Regions from separate parts of the Zea mays genome. Here region 2 is linked to region 1. Evidence: chromatin contacts called from public Hi-C data. All regions are on one chromosome and are shown on one strand. Each heading gives the region's core, a stretch centred on a gene start, on an enhancer-like site or on the middle of the called end of the contact. The rest is flanking DNA. Distances are from core to core; before and after follow the strand shown.

Evidence for each region. A called contact is a pair of places that touch in the nucleus more often than the background predicts.
Region 2: a Hi-C map of endosperm shows a contact between it and region 1, with 2.1 times the contacts expected there. The contact joins the enhancer-like site here to the promoter of LOC100216789 in region 1. A contact is called at or near these places in 3 of 25 Hi-C or Micro-C datasets (ear, endosperm and tassel).

Annotation. Positions count from the first base shown.
Region 1 is chr7:179,966,087-179,972,750 of Zm-B73-REFERENCE-NAM-5.0, forward strand. It overlaps LOC100216789, which reads left to right and starts at 3,780. Exons shown (of 10, transcript NM_001143188.2): 1 at 3,780-4,143; 2 at 4,337-4,550; 3 at 4,642-4,747; 4 at 5,429-5,694; 5 at 6,237-6,516. The coding sequence starts at 3,930.
Region 2 is chr7:180,070,255-180,076,375 of Zm-B73-REFERENCE-NAM-5.0, forward strand. LOC103633525 (rho GTPase-activating protein 7) reads left to right here. Exons shown (of 21, transcript XM_008655208.4): 14 at 9-287; 15 at 545-594; 16 at 728-791; 17 at 868-951; 18 at 1,462-1,575; 19 at 1,669-1,835; 20 at 3,016-3,082. Among protein-coding and RNA genes, the nearest start is that of LOC103633525, 8.2 kb to the left of the region's middle. Within about 2 kb of position 4,392, at least 1 of the 20 cell types and tissues checked has an H3K27ac peak or open chromatin away from gene starts, as enhancers often do. A contact at or near this core is called in endosperm, where this site is marked.

The sequences.
Region 1 (6,664 bases), core at 2,530-5,029:
GCTCCAAGTCACTCTCCATTCTTGAGGGAGAAAGCATGAGCACAAGGACTCCATCTTTGGTATAATCTTCACTCATTTATTTATGACCAAAGGGGAGAGAGTAGTTCAAAAAGGCTCTAATGATTCCGTTTTTGGCGATTCATGCCAAAGGGGGAGAAAGTAAGAGCCCAAAAGCAAAAGGACCGCACCACCACCAATTTCAAAAACTTCGTGTTTCCAAGAATATTATCAATTGGTTTCCTATTGTGTTCAAAAAGGGGAGAAAGTAGTATTTCAAAAATGATATATCAAAACCCTCTTGAACACTAAGAGGAGGATCTCATTTAGGGGGAGTTTTGTTTAGTCAAAGGAAAAGCATTTGAAACAGGGGGAGAAAATTTCAAATCTTGAAAATGCTTTGCAAAATCTTTTTCATTTACCTTTGACTATTTGCAAAAGAACTTCGAAAAGGATTTACAAAATAGTTTGCAAAAACAAAACATGTGGTGCAAGCGTGGTCCAAAATGTTAAAAACAAAAGATCGATCCATGCATTTCTTATAAGTATTAATATTGGCTCAATTCCAAGCAACCTTTGCACTTACATTATGCAAACTAGTTCAATTATGCACTTCTATATTTGCTTTGGTTTGTGTTGGCATCAATCACCAAAAAGGGGCAGATTGAAAGGGAATTAGGCTTACACCTAGTTCCTAAATAATTTTGGTGGTTGAATTGCCCAACACAAATAATTGGACTAACTAGTTTGCTCTAGTGTATAAGTTATACAGGTGCCAAAGGTTCACACTTAGCCAATAAAAAGACCAAGTATTGGGTTCAACCAAAGAGCAAAGGGACAACCGAAGGCACCTCTGGTCTGGGGCACCGGACAGTGTCCGGTGCACCACCGGACAGTGTCCGGTGCACCAGAGGACTCCAACTCAAACTTGCCACCTTCGGGAAATTCCAGAGGCACTCCACTATAATTCACCGGACTGTCCGGTGTACACCGGACAGTGTCCGGTGCTCCAAGGAAGAGCGGCCTCAGGAACTCGTCTGCCTCGAGAAATCAGAACGGCTGCTCCGCTATAATTCACCGGACATGTCCGGTGTACATCGGACTGTCCGGTGCAACTCCGGAGCAACGGCTACTTCGCGCCAACGGCTACCTGCGTCGCATTAAATGCGCGCGTTGCGCGCGCAGAGGTCAGGCACGCCCATGCTGGCGCACCGGACAATCTACAGTGCATGTCCGGTGCGCCACCGGACATCCAGGCGGGCCCAGAAGACAGAGCTCCAACGGTCGACCCCAACGGCTTTTGGTGACGTGGCTGTCGCACCGGACATGTCCGGTGCGCCATCGAACAGACAGCCTCACCAAACGGCTAGTTTGGTGGTTGGGGCTATAAATACCCCAACCACCCCACCATTCATTGCATCCAAGTTTTCCAGCTTCCAACCACTATACAAGAGCTAGCATTCATTACAAAGCACACCAAAAGAGATCAAATCCTCTCCCAACTCCACACAAAGCCTTAGTGACTAGAGGGAGTGATTTGTAGTGTTCATTTGAGCTCTTGCGCTTGGATCGCTTCTTTTTCTTTGGCATTCTTTCTTGTGATCAAACACTCACTTGTAATTGAGGCAAGAGACATCAATCGTGTGGTGGTCCTTGCGGGAAGTTTTGATTCCCAAGTGATTTGAGAAAGAGAAGCTCACTCGGTCCGAAGGACCGTTTGAGAGAGGGAAGGGTTGAAAGAGACCCGGCCTTTGTGGCCTCCTCAACGGGGAGTAGGTTTGCGAGAACCGAACCTCGGTAAAACAAATCCTCGTGTCACACTTCTTATTCACTTGCGATTTGTTTTGCGCCCTCTCTCGCGGACTCTATTATATTTCTAACGCTAACCCGACTTGTAGTTGTGATTATTTTTGAGAATTTCAGTTTCGCCCTATTCACCCCCCCTCTAGGCGACTTTCAACGGGGCGGTGCCAAACTTCCCTATGCGGCGAGGGGATGGGCGAGGGGATGGGGCGAGGAAGAGGACGGTGGTCGGAGGTGACCGCGGCGAAGCCGTACGCGGCGAGGACGATGGGGTGGCTGACTGGTGGGGCCAGCCTGTCAGCGGGAGCGGTCGCGAGCGAGGGCGAGGGGGAGGCGACTGACGAGTGGGGACGGCGTGTCAGTGGTGCGCGGGCGCGAGCGCGGAGTGGGTCGGAGGTGGGCCGAGGGGGGGGGGGAGTCGCGAGCGCGGAAGGGGGAAAGCGGCCACAGGTGTGGGCTGGAATTGGTCTACTTAGGGGGGAGATAAAAGCTTCTCCTTTTCTTTTTATTTTCCAATTTTTATTTCCATTTTTATATCCTTTTCTTTTGAACAATTAATTTACTAGATAATCTTAGGTGCTAGAAAATAAAATCTAAGTGAGGTGCTTCTAATCAGACAAAGTGTATGCATATGATGAGAAGACCTAGGGGAGATTAAGGATAGATAATAAGAAGGGGGGTTAGATTAGGGTTCCAAACCTCGGGTTGAAAATTGGGATGTTACATTTCGTCGCTCAGTTCCTCATTGAGCTCCCACGTGGCCAAATAGACAAAGAGAGGCACACTCTCATGTTTGTGTAGGCACACGACGTGGGGCGTGGCAGTGGAGCCAGGTGGCTGCGGCCTAGGGCGACTCGTCCGAGGCTAACCCAGGGCGGGAGACACATTCATGACTCGCTCGAGGCCAACTCTGGGCGGGAAACACATTCACGACTCGCCTGAGGCCAACCTTGGGCAGGAGACGCGATTATGACTCGCTCGAGCCCAATCCTGGGCGGGAGCGCAGTCACGGCTCGTCCGAGGCCAACCCCGAGCAGGAGACATAGTCACACCTCGCCCGAGGCCAACCTCGGCCAGGAGACAATCGCGGCTCACGAGGCCAACCTCGGACGAGAGTCAGTCACGGCTCGCGAGGCTAATCTCGTGCGGGAGACGCAGTCACGACTCGACCGAGGCCAACCTCGGGTGGGAGACAATCATGGCTTGTGAGGCCAACCTCGGGCGGGAGACACGGTCACGCCTCACCTGAGGACAACCTCGGGACGGTAACTGCTACAACCTACGCGATTGATTTGCCGTGTAATTACCAGAAGGTCGTTTGTGTTTCGTTGCAACGCACGGGCATCATACTAGATAGATCTGCTTTACATCGTCTAGACATGTGCAGGTAATAAGCATTTAACGAATAGTTTGTTTAAATGATGTAATCGGTCTACCACGTCGTAATCTGCAGTGGGCACCATACTAGAAAGTGGGTGTTGCAGAGATTAATAAGTCTGTTCCCAACAGTTACCTCACATAGATAGATCTTGTTTAAATGAGGTAACCTGTCTACCATGCCACTTCAAAAACATAGATATGCACATGTAATAAATTTTTAACAAATATTGTGTGTTCCGTTGTAACACACGACAACCATACTAGTATAATACACCTTTAGTTCCAGTATATAAGGCGTAACCACATCTGGTTCAAAGACAAAAAAATTCATTTAATTCTCTCTATATCACTGTACCAATAATGTACGTGTGCATAGAGAGCACGCCTTATATTGTGGGACAAAATAAAAAATGGTTACGACTTATATTCTAAAATGGATGGGTATATAACAAACATATCAAAGCACAAACATAAGTAATTAATAAAATGACAATGGTGAGTTGGGGGCAGGCCGGCAGAAACAAAGGAGATGCCTTGAGCCCAATCAACGGCCGTCTGCTCGAGCCTTCGTCCTTGGGCTGCTGCCGCGACGAGCACGTATCAGATCCCTCCCGCAGTCTCGCGCGCTCTCCCCCACCCACCCACCCCCTATCCATCCATCCATCCCACCTCCTGCTCCACATCCTCCCCTCCGCCCACCAACGCAGCAGCAGCCAGCAGCCCCGCCACTTCCCCCCTCGCCGCTTGCGATGGCGGTCACGCGCGTCGCCGTGGCCGCCGCCCTCTCGGCGGCCCCGCTCTCCTCCCGCCGCCACCGGGTTGCCCTCCCCTCCGCCTGCCGCCTTCTCCCCGCCTCGGCCACCTGCTGCAACAGCCGCGCGCCGATGTCTCTGCAGGCCGCCGCCGCCGCACCTGCCGCCGGCGCGGTCGACGAGGAGACTCCTGCCTCCTCCCCTCCGTCAGGTGCGCCTCCCACTCTAGCATCCGCCTCCCTCGGATTCCAGATTGGGCTGTCGTAAAACCGCCGAGTTGCTCGTGCAACTGCCCGAGCCACATCTGATCTGTGAGCGGTCGGAGTGAGAGCGGGCTACTAGCAACGTTTCAAATCTAAGAGCGAAGCGTGGTAAAGTAATTGGTTGTTTCGCCGAGCCTGCAGATGCTAGCAAGGGGGTGGAGAACCTGGTGATCATCGGCTCTGGACCAGCCGGTTACACCGCTGCCATCTACGCCGCCCGGGCGAACCTGAAGCCTGTCGTGTTTGAAGGGTGCCAGATGGGGGGTGTCCCCGGCGGGCAGCTGATGACCACCACCGAGGTGGAGAATTTCCCTGGCTTCCCGGACGGTATAACCGGGCCTGATCTCATGGACAGGTGAGACCTTTCCGATCGGTTCAATTCCCATAGTGTCATGTTGGTATGTTACCATGCTTACATCATCGACGGCGCATTTGATTAAAACCAGAATGCGCAAGCAAGCGGAACGCTGGGGCGCAGAGCTTTACCAAGAGGATGTTGAGTTTGTGAATGTAAAGAGCAGCCCGTTTGTTATTCGTAGCAGCGACCGTGAGGTACACGCCGTTGTGCTATTCCTCGTGCATGTCCGTCCTCTATAATCTGTTTTCGAGTTTGAATTTTCATTCTGCACAAGGTGGTGTTGCGTACTTGCGTGTGCTGTTTGTTTGGCATTCAATGGATGGTACTAACATAATTTAACAAATTAACTACGGATAAGATCCACTGATGATAAACAAAAAACATAGGAGCTTTCATATAGGGGGAGAAAATGTAAGGATGCATGTCTACAAGAGCAAGCTTTTGAACTGTAGGCCAGTCCAGTGTTTATGGGCTCGTTTGGTTTCCTCCCCGCCGAAGCTGCCTGGCTCAGGCAGTTCTCCCAAACATTGGATTTCGAACGCCTGGGGCTGGGATGGTTTGCCTGGCAGGCAATTGCCTGTGAGGGTTCCAACCAAATAAGCCCTATGTGGTTTACTTGATTATAGGTCTTACACTACTGTCTGGTCTTATGGTCTTTAGTTCTTCTGATACCTGTCTCTTGTTTGTAGTTTTTACAATATGTATCCACCTGGTACTCCTGTTTTTAAATATGTGACCTTTAAGGCAAGCTAATTTGTTCTTTTTTAACTAATTAAGTTTCCCTAAACATCACATATTTAAAAACAGATGGAGTATAATGAACGCAAACTATTTTAGACATTTTCTTCTCTGCATTAATCTCAGGGCATATGTAGGTGAAATGTCATAGTCTAATTATTGCAACTGGAGCTACGGCTAAGCGCCTCCGTCTGCCTCGTGAAGATGAATTTTGGAGTAGAGGCATCAGCGCATGTGCAATATGTGATGGAGCTTCACCACTTTTCAAGGGCCAGGTTCTTGCAGTTGTTGGGGGTGGTGATGTAGCTACAGAGGAAGCAGTATATTTGACAAAATATGCTCGACATGTTCATTTACTAGTTAGAAAGGATCAGCTACGGGCTTCCAAAGCTATGCAGGACAGGTAAAATAATTTCAATTCTTTTTCCTAAGAATATTCTGTTCTGTTCACACAGACATACTACCAGCAGATTGCCAGTATTTCACTTATCTTGGGCATCAGCACTTATTAGGAGTGATAGTGGATTGAATTATCTCCTTTTAGAAGGGCAGGCCTGGTGTAAGAGCTGTCTCCCTGAGTCACCAATCTGTGAACATTGTATTATTTTAGGCTAGGTCTATTGCTTTCGAGTAGTGGTTATACAGGTGGCATTGTAAAATGCTGTATTTAGCCAATAAGCTACAGTTTGTTGGATGTGAGCTAGTAATTATGGTAACTATGTTAGTTAGTGTTAGCTGTTTGCCAATTTAAATACTAAAAATCATAGTATTAGTTGAGTTTTCATAGATCCTGCAGATCATCAATTTTGGGAACTTATCTGTAGATTAAATTATTATGTTCTTTGAAGGACGTGAGCTCCTCTTCAGTCACTTGAAATATTAATGAGGTAAACTTCCAATTCGCTGGATGTTTGGTTAACAGGTTGATTATGGCGAATGTTTCAGAGTACTCAACAACCCCAACATAACAGTACATTTCAATACAGAAGCCATGGATGTTGTTAGCAATGACAAAGGGCAGATGTCTGGCGTTCATCTGAAGAGAAGAGATACAGGAGAAGAATCAGTTCTTACTGTGAAAGGTTTATTTTATGGCATAGGACATACTCCAAACAGTCAGCTGTTGCAGGGCCAAATCGAACTTGATAGTGCTGGCTATATTTTAGTTAAAGAGGGCTCAGCCAAAACTTCAGTTGATGGTGTATTCGCTGCTGGTGATGTTCAGGTAACTCCATCATTCACCTTCTGTATGGAACTTGTTCATGGTTTGCAATATATCTTATATTCCGAAGCTCCATTGGCACCATCATGTCATGTTTTTGTTATCACATATCATTTCTTGATGTCTTAAGAAGGAAACTGCTACAGCCAAG
Region 2 (6,121 bases), core at 3,142-5,641, 100 kb after region 1:
GACAACAGGAAGTTAATGGCAATAGTTCAGACACTGAGCTCTTTGTTGAGGATCACACATTTGAATCAAATGTAGATTTAAATGATGCTCCCCTAAGTCGTTTAACAGAAAATGGAAAGGGTCCATCAAATCTGATGTCCGCTCATGAAACTCCATTATCAGTGGGAGAGATTCTTCTGTCTTTGGATGCTGGAATTCCATTACCTTGTCGTGCAGCTGAATATTCTAGCAAACCCAATGGAACTCAGCAGCATGTGAAGCGTACTAACTTATGGGGATGGAGCAATGTAAGCAATAAGTCTGCTCTTCTGCTGCTTTTCCCTTCATATGTTCATATTTTTTAATGCTACGTAGCTAGACCTATAGTTCTGTAACATTTTCCGCTGAAAATTATGGTTTCCTTGGGGAAGACATTACCAGACACGCTTCTGTAGCACACTAATTTTCTTCAGATTATTCTTGAAAATGTTTTTTCTATAACGATTGACTTCACTGTAGTATGTTGACCTTAATGATTTGTGATTTGCACATATGGCTTATGCAGGTGAGAAAGGGCCAACGATCGGAGTTAGTTGATCCATCAGGTGAAGAAGAGTAAGTTCCTAGTCATGCTGCAGACTAAATTTACATATCTACACAATTGCTTTGTACTGTGGAGTTCGATTCTTAAAGCTATTTTAAAAAACATGATTTATGCTAACTATCCCCCTCCCCACCAAAAAAAAAGCAGGCTTGCTATTCAACGACTTGAGGTAATGAAGAATGACTTGCAGATCAGGATTGCAAAGGAGGTAAGGAAAAGAAGAGTGCATGTGCATCAGTTCTTGATTTATGTGAATCTTGCAACTTAACTATATATTTTCTCAGGCTAGAGGCAATGCAATCCTACAGGCAAGTTTGGAAAGAAGAAAACAAGCACTACACGAGCGTCGTGTGGCTCTGGAACAGGATGTATGCCTTATTCTACTAGCATACAATTTTCTGCTTTTATGCATCCAAACCCCATTTGTTTTGTGCATATTTGTTGTGAAAGGGCCTCTAGCTGAGTTGGTTAGGTGGTCTGAGTAGTCTTGAGTGCGAATCCTAGTGAGAGCGAATTTTAGGCCGAGGTTAAAAAATGCCACTCACTGGTTCCTTTGGTTGTGTGCACATGAGAGGCTGGGAGGGCTCAAAGCATGAGTAAAGATTCGGTCTATAGGGGCAGACCCTCATGTTGCACGGGAGGCCAACTTTCATGATCTTTCTCGGTCGGGGCTCCGATTGAGCTTCTTTTTAATATAATACCGTGGGGGCGGTCTTTCCCTTACCCGCTTACCGGACATTTTTTGTGTGTGTGCATATTTGTTATATTTGTTTTGTTGCAACCAGCTTTAGACAATTGTCCACATAACATTTTTAAACTGAAAGTGCCTCTTTATGTGAGTTTGGTGCTTAGTATGATCACACTTGTTTGTTCACTAGGTGTCAAGGTTGCAAGAGCAGCTACAGGCTGAAAGGGATCTTAGAGCTGCACTGGAGGTTGGGCTAAGCATGTCTTCTTCACAATTTTCTAGCTCACTCTCCATGGACTCGAAGGTATTGGAATTGTAAGCAAGTTGTTCTTTGACAGTTACGTACTTGCTCAGCTTATTTTATGATGTCCTCTGTTTTCTATGCACTTCTTTATAGACAAAGTCAGAGCTTGAGGAAATTGCTCTCGCAGAAGCTGATGTTGCAAGATTAAAACAGAAGGTTGCAGAGCTGCATTTCCAACTCAATCAACAGCGCCAGCACCAGTATGGCTCTTCCGTAGATGCAAATGATCATCCTCAACACCTTCTAAATCATCTCTCGCAGTAAGACTATTTTTACTATTCTTTTCAGCTTTGTTAGGTTGTGCCTGCAAGTCCAAATATTTGGGAGCTACGTATTTAGTAACAAATGCAGAATGCTTGTAAGCTTGTTCGTATCTATTAGAGGGAAAACCCTAACCCTAATTGCTAGTCGGTCGGGGCATGGAGAGCGCCGGGTATGACGCGGGAGCTCGCCTAGTGGCCTGCGGAGGCGGAGGAGGGGCCTGGCGATGAGAGAAGGGCGGCGTGTGTGCTGCATGCGGGGGAGGAGGCACCAACACAGTGCAGCTGGGGAATGGGGGGCTACTGTTGTCGCGGAAGTGGAGGAGAGGCCAACCTACATGTGGCTGGGCGGCACAGGGCTGCGGATGGCGCGCGCGTAGAGGGAGGCCGCCACAGGGAAGGAGGAGCTGACTGCGGATGGCACTGCTGGCGCGTGGAGGGAGGCTGCCGCAGGGAAGGAGGAGCTGGCCTGGGTGCGGTCGGGTGATGCAGTTGGTGTGTAGAGGGAGGCCACCATGGGGAAGGAGGGGTTGGGCGCCGGTGTGCGGTCGGGCGCGCTTGGTCCGCGCGGCGCAAGGGCTGCAGTCGGCGTCGCGGAGGAGCAAAGGGAGGCCGGCGCGGACGACGTCGCAGGGGAGGAGCAGCCCACCGCCGTGCGGCTTGCACTCCGTGGGCACCTGGAGGTCGAATGGTGCGGGAAACGGAGAGTAGAAGGCCGGCAGCGGCTGGCCAGCCACCACGCGGACCACTGGCGAGGAGAAAGGAGCGCCAACCATGGAGGGAGAAGGCCCGGCAAGAAGGGGCGCCGGTGGCTCTCAAGGGAGAGAGGGGGATGGAGGGGGGAGGGAAGATGGCATATTTTGTGACTTTGATACCATGTTAGACCTTGTTCGGTTGCATGTGGATCGGAAGGGGTTGAGGGGGATTAAATCCCCTTCTATTCTATTTTGACTAGGGAGGGATTTAATCCCCTCCAATCCCCTTCGATCCAGACACAACCGAACAAGCCCTTAAATGGAAAACTCTAACCCTAGTTGGACAAGGGATGTATTATATATAGCTAAGTATATGGGTCAATACCCATTATAGTGATAAGACACAATACACTAACAGTATCATATTCCCTAATTATTTTTACAAGTGACAGTTCATTGAATATGCAATATTTTACTTCTACCAGGAACATTGTCCAAACAGGATTTGATAGGAGCGTTGCTTTCTGTAATCAAGAGAAGCAAAGAAATGAGGTTAGCTGTTTGCGAATCTCTTGTCTTGCTATACTTTATACATCTTGAGAAAATCAAAGCAAAATTTAGTTGACATGAGCTCCATGATTGCACTTCAATAGTAGTGTTTTACAAGCTCAATCAGCCCTACTTATTAAAGGGGCAATGCTCGGACTAGCGGCACATTGTCCTGTAGGTTCAACTCAAATTGAATAAGGCTAAGTTTTTAAATTGTTATCTTTTGGTCTAGTGTCCAACCTAGACCCTAAGCAACCATTTTGAGTAAGATCAAACACAATAAGGATAATAGACATTAACAACTAATTTTCCATGCATCTAGGGCCCCAGGTTCTAAGATAATTTTTTTTAACGTAATGGCAGGAGCTCTGCCTTTCCATTAAGAAGATTAGAATCGACCCATTTTTAAGGAAAACTGGGCCCGAAACCTACTCAGAGTGCCCAAACAACACATGCAGCGACAACCCCACCCACAACCCATCCAGAGCCATCGTTGTCGAGCTCAACACAAGGTATGAGCAGCTTCGACTTCGCCAGATCGGCCGCACATGGCCAGAAGAAACACGACGTCGCCTACACCTAAAACCTGACACAGAAGGAGGAAGACCGCGACACGCCATCGTTGCCAAGCTTCAACACACCCACACTCGAGGCAACTCCGATTCTTCACCAACAATCTTGATCCAACACCCACCTCCGGGTTTTGCCCGACCTCCAAAACAATCTAGATCACAAGGAAGGGGGGTTTGCCTCATGTCATCGTTGCTGAGCCACATCCCCTAATCCCCTAACGTGGTAGCTTCGACTTCACGTTGCAAAAACCCCACCTCCACCCGCAATCCAGATGCCGAGAAGCGAAAGCAGCAACCGAAGGCAACATCGAGGCTGAGACAAACTTCAAACATGACGCCTTCAGGAAGGGAGTGACGTCTAGGATGCCACCGTCACATGTCTGTGATGGACCGAGCTTTCGCCCAAGGAAGACAGAGCAATGCGATGCCCTCAATAGGGGGAAGTGGCGCCCACGGGCGTCACCATCGCCAAGGCTTTCGCCCAAGATGACCTCCAGCACATCGTTAGGCCAGGACCCCAGGTCAAAGCATGCAGCCTCCGCCGTCGCCACCGCCCTGGTCTCCGCGCAAACCCCTCCAGAGGGGCACCAACGCGTCGGCTGCCGCAACACCCGCAAAGCTACGTTGGCTGCCATCGGCACACGAAAGACGAAACCAGGGAATACCTTGTCGTGTGCGCCACACTGCCGCCCGCCAGAGCTGAAACCGGCTGCCGCCACTGCCCTGACACTCACGACCAACGAAACCAGCACTCCACCTTGCACAAGACAAAGAGGCCGGACCGGCGGAGGACGCCCTACCCGCTCCATGGCCTCCCCACCGTGACCTCCAGCCGCACAAGAGCCACGCCGTGGGAGGCACCGGTGCTCCACCCAGCACAAGATGTAGAGGTCAGCCCAACGGTGGAAGCCCTGTATGCACCTTGGCCTCCACCCGAGGGAGGCTGGCCCACCGCCGTCGTCGAGCCCGAGAGGCTGCCATGGAGTTCGTCGAGGACCACCAGATCTGGCCTTGGGCACACCAGATCTGGCCATGGGCTCGTCGGATATGGCCCCCGGTGACCCACAACGACGACACTGCCGTACACGACAGTCGTGCCGCCGCCGCCAATCTTGCACGGCCACCAGCACACCCACCATCTCCCTGCATGTGATCAACACGACCTCGAACCGACCACGGCAACCACGGATGCGGCAAAATCCGGCCACCCTGACCACGGATCTTCCAACCCCTACCACAAATCCGACCACGGCGGTAGCGACCCAAAGGAACGACGACCTATTCTTGTGCCACGAGCGTGCCTCCCGACCTCAGGAAGGGGCTAAAGCCTCTCTGCCGCCCTCCTTGCTAGCCGCGCGGCTCTCTAGTGACTCGCGGCGGCGCGGCAGGGGAAGGTGTGCAGAGGGTGTGGCGGCGCTAGGGTTGGGGTCGCCCCCGTGTCGCCCTCTCCGCCCAGGAGAGAGCGACGCAGGGTTCTAAGAGAAATATAACTGTCAATGATTGGATTGGGACTCTAAGACACACTGATATTCTGACAGGAGAGCCTGCCGAGCACATCCCACTGGAGAAGCATCAAACAGCATGTGCTATCTCATGGTTCTTCAAGGCCTTTCTCCCGAAAGCATTCCTCGGACACCTCCTTGAGTGATTCTACAAGTGTGCCTGCAGAGGGCGGGCCAATGTTGGTGAACATCCCTAGAACAACGAAAGTAAGAGAAACCCCCTAGTTATTTTGCTGCACTAACATTTTTCTGGTAAAAAATACTTAGGTTTGAGTTTTCAATCTCCTGTTGTGATTTGCAGCAGGGTGTCGAATATGGGAGACCGCCGTCTGTGTCGTCATCCACTCTGGTTGAACTAACAACCAGGCTAGATTTCTTCAAAGAACGGCGGTCACAATTGATGGAACAGCTCCACAGCCTCGATTTAGGGCATGGATCCACGTCCCATGGTTTCCCATACAAACCTTCATCTCCCTGGAACAGCCCAAAGTAAAGTAGGGGATGATCATTTGCTGCAGTACGACGTCTCTGTATATTCTTGGTATAGAATCTCCTTTATGTTTCACTCCATCTTTGTAGAGCCTGGTAGTGAGAATGTATATCCCTTGCCTTCACTTGTTTTGCTAGTGCTTGCAGCGGATCTTTTTTTAGCATGATTTTGTTTTACTGTATATGTAATGAGTTGAGGAGATTGTGACACGGCTTTTATATGTTTTAGCAATTTTGTTCTATTGTGTATGTAATGAGTTAAGGGGATTGTGACACGGTTTTTATATGTTTTCGCAATATATAGATGCGTCTTTTTTCTTGGGGATATATAGTCCACTGCAGGTGGAGCTACTGTTGTCATTTCGAAAACAATGTGGCTGATCCTTGTAGGCAGCTAATTCTCTCCCCCAAATGGATTGGAGGAAACGAGTGGACTTTTGACAATCCGTATTTAATCCGACAAGGCCTTTTAGGGCTTG